Regions from separate parts of the Ovis aries genome. Here region 2 is linked to region 1. A link is a contact called in public Hi-C data. All regions are on one chromosome and are shown on one strand. The core of a region is the stretch at or near the end of the contact, and the rest is flanking DNA. Distances in the headings are between cores, read along the strand shown. Region 1 overlaps LAMB3 (laminin subunit beta 3). Region 2 overlaps LOC114117304 (a long non-coding RNA gene).

Region 1 (2,700 bases), core at 2-2,501:
AGAGGATTTGGAGAACATGACAACTGAGTGAGCAAACAAGCAAAAATGAGACGATTATTAACTCCTGGTGGGGGGAGGGGGCATAGAGGAAAACAAAGACAAGCAATCACTGTACAGCAAACTGTTGAGCTGCAAAAAAAATCAGTCATCATAATATGAACACTGACTAATGATTTCATTAAAATTGTGATTTAACAGTGTTAGGAACCTAGCTGGAAGGGAATGAGCATCTGTGTGTGTTGTAAAATAAAATGGCAAGTCCTAATAGTCCCTTAGTGGGAAATCAATAAATAATTTCTAATGGTACAAAATCAAGAACGGCAGTAAATGTTTTAAAATATGGAGTTAATCAGAGGAAAGAAATAGGATTTTAAAATGTGGTTGCCCTTGAAAGGGACCTGGGCATGGGGAAGGGAGAAGCAAGGGTTGCTGTTAGCATTATAAGCTTTTTGATATCATGTGACTTTGTATTATATTAATGAATACAAAAATTACTTGGAAAGGAAAGAAGAGAGAGGGGAGAAAAAGAAGGAAAGAGAGAAAGGAAATGACTCAGTCACAACAGCATCCATGGATTACATTCTTTTACCACTCAACATGTTGATGGCTGGAGCCATTAAATTCAGTCTCAAACAAGCTCTACTTGAAATATTTACCTAACTACCCAGAGGTGTTGGCCAGTTTGTTTGTCTAAAGGCTACTTCAGAATCTCCTGGGCACTTTGCAAAAATACAAATTCCTGGGTCCCAACCTTGATGGCTCCCATTCAAGGGCCTGGGAATCTGCCCTTACCTCCCCCAGATGATTTAACTGCACAGCAAGTTTTAGGAATCACTGGACTGAAGCAGAAACTGTGAGCGCGTGGAGGGAGGGGTGGGGGATGGGGTTATGTGATTTTTGTGTAACTGTTTCTGTGTATATGTTGGTGTATTGTGAGCCCGTCTTCTTCCTCCCTCCTTCCCTCTTTCATCTTCTCTTATCTTAACCGATAAACCCAAAAACCCTCTGGACTGAGATTTTTAAACCCCAGGAATCTGTGCTTCCCAGGCGGCACAGTGGTAAAGAAGCCACCTGCCAGTGCAGGAGACTCGGGTTCGATACCTGAATGGGGAAGATACCTTGTAGTAGGAAATAGCAACCCACTGCATTATTCTTGCCTGGGGAACCCCAAGGACAGATGAGCCTGGGCTATGCTCCATGGAGTCAGCACGCGTGTACGCACGCAGTCTGAGCTTTCTCGCCCAGCCCTGGGGCTCCCTCTGCTGGCAAACACCTGTCAAAACTCTTAACATCCTAAACCTAGACATTCCCCCTCCCTTGCTGTAAAGCCCTTTTCCCAGGCTGTTTCCCAGACTTCAAACTTCATGAACCTCTCATCAGACAGAAAAGGAAAAATTCAACCAACCTGGGAAAGACATCTCCTGCTTTACAGGTGTGACTGTACACAGACCAGGAACAGCAGGAGGAGGCGGAAGTGAGAATAAAAGCTACATACTGTGGCTAAACGTGAGGGAAAGGGGGCCTTAAGCGATTCAGCTTCCCACCTTCTTCCCCTCCCGCCCTCCAACAGAAATGGACAGATGGAGAAGTCAGATCCATGTGCCTCTCAAAAATCAAAAATCGAAGGAAGGAAACACATTAGGCTAAAAACTCGCTGAATTTAGAAGGAGACCGCAAGAGTTCGATGTCCACCCTCACCTTATTTCCTTGAGTCTCCGCATGCCCAGTCCTCGGACCCTGTAACTCTTGCCGCTCCAGTGATTCACTAGTCAGGGACTCTGTCGGATCTTTCCCACAAGCTGAAAGCACGCTCACCCCAGCGCTGTGTCTGGGACAGAGAAAATACTCAAAACCATTTAAATGAAACCTTAGCTCACTGCTGTCCTAAAGATCAGAACCCTCCTTCAGATCTGCACATCCCGCAACCCAATCTCCTCAAAAGCTCCTCTCCCCAACACTCACACTAAAAATGTTCTTTCCTCAAATACATTCCTCCTCAACCCATAGCGTTCCGGCCTCAGCGCCTTCAGAGCCCTGACGGGCCTCCAGCTCAGCTCAGTTCAGTTGCTCAGTCATGTCCAACTCTTTAGGACCCCATGGACTGCAGCATGCCAGGCTTCCCTGTCCATCACCAACTCCCAGAGCTAGCTCAAACTCATGTCCATTGAGTCAGGGATGCCATCCAACCATCTCATCCTCTGTTGTCCCCTTCTCTTCCCACCTTCAATCTTTCCCAGCATCAGGGTCTTTTCCAATGAGTCAGTTCTTCACATCACTCCAAAGCACTGGAGTTTCAGCTTCAGCATCAGTCTTTCCAATGAATAGTCAGGAGTGATTTCCTTTAGGATGGACTGGTTGGATCTCCTTGCAGTCCAAGGGACTCTCAAGAGTCTTCTCCAACACCACAGTTCAAAAGCATCAATTTTTCGGCACTCAGCTTTCTTGATAGTCCAACTCTCACATCCATACATGACTAGTAGAAAAACCATAGCTTTGACTAGATGGACCTTTGTTGGCAAAATAATGTCTCTGCTTTTTAATATGCTGTCTAGGTTGGTCAGCGATTCCTATATCCAGACCCAATGTATTTTTATCACTTCTCATCCTCCTTGACCTCTCAGAAGCTTCCACGCTGTGACCTCTGGCACCTCATAGAGACTACCCTCTGCCCACCCCAGCCCACCTCCCTGTTGACTCAGG
Region 2 (2,700 bases), core at 33-2,532, 130 kb before region 1:
GCCCAGCCTCTGAGCCGCCCTCCTCTCTGTGCAGGTCCCTGCCCTGTCTCTCTCACTCACACCCTCAAAGGGTCCACTTCCTGAGCGCAGATCCTTTTCCAGGGAGTTCAGGTACATTGTCTCATTTAATTCTTAGGCCCCTCTAGCCGAGAAAGGTGGTTCCCTTGGGTGCATTTTGCGTAAGAGAAACAGAAAGGTTAACAAACTGCCTAGGAACTCGTAGTCAGACACTTAAAAGGCAGTTCCAAGTCTTCTCTCCCATCTGACGCCTAACTTCCTCACTGTGACCCTCAAGGAGATGTACACATGTTAGAGAATTTCCGGGTGTATCCAGGAAGGCACTCCTGAAGGTCAACTTATTCATTCAGCAGACAGATTCTTCAGTAGGTGGGTCCTTCCAGAACGCCTCTGTGCTGGGCACCTGGGGGATGGAGACAGTCAGCAGGTCATCTCTTTGGTCCTGTCGGGTCACTTCCATGACGGGGGGCCAAGGGACATGGCGGGAGGCTCAGTTATCACCCCGGGAAATTTTCCAGCAGGTTGACCTCCTGCGGATAACTGGTGTGAGATCGCCCACTCCTCAAAGAGACAGAACATGGGTGAGGCGGGGAGTCATCTCCATGCCTGGCACAGCCCACCCCCTATAGTAGACCCTTGACACAGCTCACCCCCATAGGAGATCCTGGACACAGCCCACCCCTATAGCAGACCCCTGACACTGCCCACCCCCATAGGAGATCCCAGATACAGCCCACCCCCACGGGAGATCACGGACACAACCCACTCCCATAGCAGACCCCGGACACAGCCCACCCCCATAGTAGACCCCTGACCAGCCCACCCCCATAGGAGATCCCAGACACAGCCCACCCCCATAGGAGACCCCTGACACAGCCCACCCCCATAGGAGACCCCTGACACAGCCCACCCCCATAGGAGACCCCTGACACTGCCCATCCCGCATGGTAGACCCCGGACACAGCCCACCCCCATAAGAGATCCCGGACACAGCCCACCCCCATAGCAGACCCCGGACACTGCCCACCCCCATAGCAGACTCCTGACACATATTTGTCAATTCGTAGAATAGCATGGAAAAGAGCAGCGCTCACCCACCCAGAGCACACACGTGGAGAATTTGAGGTGAGGATTTATTGACGAAGGATGGGTCAGAAACAGTCCTACAGGAAGAGGTCTGCTCTCCCCGTCAGCCAGAGGGCAGACAGCACGTTTGGTCAGAAGGCTGTCACTAGAGGGCAGTGGCAGCTCGCACTGGCACAGAGGGAGCCCGGCTACCCCGCCTCCCTCCGGAGAAGCCGAGAGCAGCCCTGCTGTACTGTAACTCTGCCCAAGGCAGGGGACCTGGCGTCAGACACATTACTTCAACCGGAAATAGACACAGCATTACTTTTCATATTCCACACACATCGTTTCGTGTCATTTGACCCTGACAGACTCATGGGGTAGACTGACACTGTTAACCCAATTTCACAGAGCAGAACAGGAAGATCCTTGAGATTTCGACTAATCCCAGCTTGCTTAGATAGAAAAAAAAGAAGAAAAAATGCTTTGGGGACCAATGGTTGGTCACCTAATCCCCAGTCTGGGGCATCTCTGTAAATGTGGTGATGTGGGCTGAATTCTTCAGTGAAATTTTCGCCATCATAATTTTTATACGCCAGTCTATTTGTCCATCCCCTGCAGGGTTAAGAAGAAACAGAAAAAGGAGGTTAAAATCAAATTGCACACTAGGGTGCTTTGTTAAGCAGCCTTAACAAAACTTTGAATCAGGCAAATGATATGCATGACTGCCTACCCACTACCCTTAACCCCTCCCCCTACTGTCTTTCAAGGTCACACTGGTGACCTTGGAGAGTCATGATTGATTCCACCAGCTATGGATATGGAAAAACTGCAGATAATGATGGACACGGAGGACAAAGTGTCCTGCAATCTCTGCTGGGGACCAGAAGCAAGTTCCCACATAGAAACTGATTAGGTCATCAGCCGAAAATCCAAAGTCTGGGGAAAAAGGCTTTGTCCTGTCCCCCATTTCTTCCTGGAACAGGGCATATGCCAAGACTGGGCTCGTTTGGGAATATGACTCAAGGCAATAAAGCTGACAGATTCTTTCAGCCATAGATACACGGCTAGCATGTGAGGAGGGGATTAGGTGAAAATCTGCTCACCTTGTAGGCATTCCACCCACAGGATCCAAAGCCACCCCAGCCACATCTAGGCTAGAGCAAGATTTAACTGAAGACTTGCTGAACCTGAGAAGGACAGAAAGCAGAAAAGGACAGAAAGATGTGAGGGGAGGGTATATAGGATGGAGGAATCGTGGGGAAGAGGAAAGCAGAAAGAGGAAGCCCAGTTGTCATGGACTGATACCTTCCTCCCTAGGTGGAGGGGGCATGGGGAAGTAGCCAGAGACGCTGACTGAATAGGCCACCCAACACCCAATTCTGCGGACCCTAAAGAAATTGCAAGATGCAACAAAACCAGAAGAAAAGAACTGTTTGGTATCTTCTTTTGGATTCTGCGTGTGCGTGAGGCAGCTCATGGTAGCCTGTTACTAATGGGCTGAACTCCTGCTCTGCCCATCATTAATGGTGTCAAACTCAGGACGCACCAGAAAACTCTCCTTTTAGGTTTTACTCAGTGCTTTGATTTTGAAGACATTTGTGGAACTGGCTCTCT

The links. A called contact is a pair of places that touch in the nucleus more often than the background predicts.
Region 2: a contact with region 1 is called in a Hi-C map of hypothalamus, with 10 times the contacts expected there. The contact joins two enhancer-like sites. A contact is called at or near these places in 14 of 16 Hi-C or Micro-C datasets (blood, hypothalamus, liver and 7 more).

What each region holds. Positions count from the first base shown.
Region 1 is chr12:73,076,337-73,079,036 of ARS-UI_Ramb_v3.0, reverse strand. The region is part of intron 1 of LAMB3 (laminin subunit beta 3); the gene reads right to left. Among named protein-coding and RNA genes, the nearest start is that of G0S2, 16 kb to the left of the region's middle. Within about 2 kb of position 1,251, at least 6 of the 54 cell types and tissues checked have an H3K27ac peak or open chromatin away from gene starts, as enhancers often do.
Region 2 is chr12:73,209,598-73,212,297 of ARS-UI_Ramb_v3.0, reverse strand. It overlaps LOC114117304 (a long non-coding RNA gene), which reads right to left. Exons shown (of 6, transcript XR_009595879.1): 2 at 1,117-1,698; 3 at 1-421. Among named protein-coding and RNA genes, the nearest start is that of CAMK1G, 7.1 kb to the right of the region's middle. Within about 2 kb of position 1,282, at least 10 of the 54 cell types and tissues checked have an H3K27ac peak or open chromatin away from gene starts, as enhancers often do.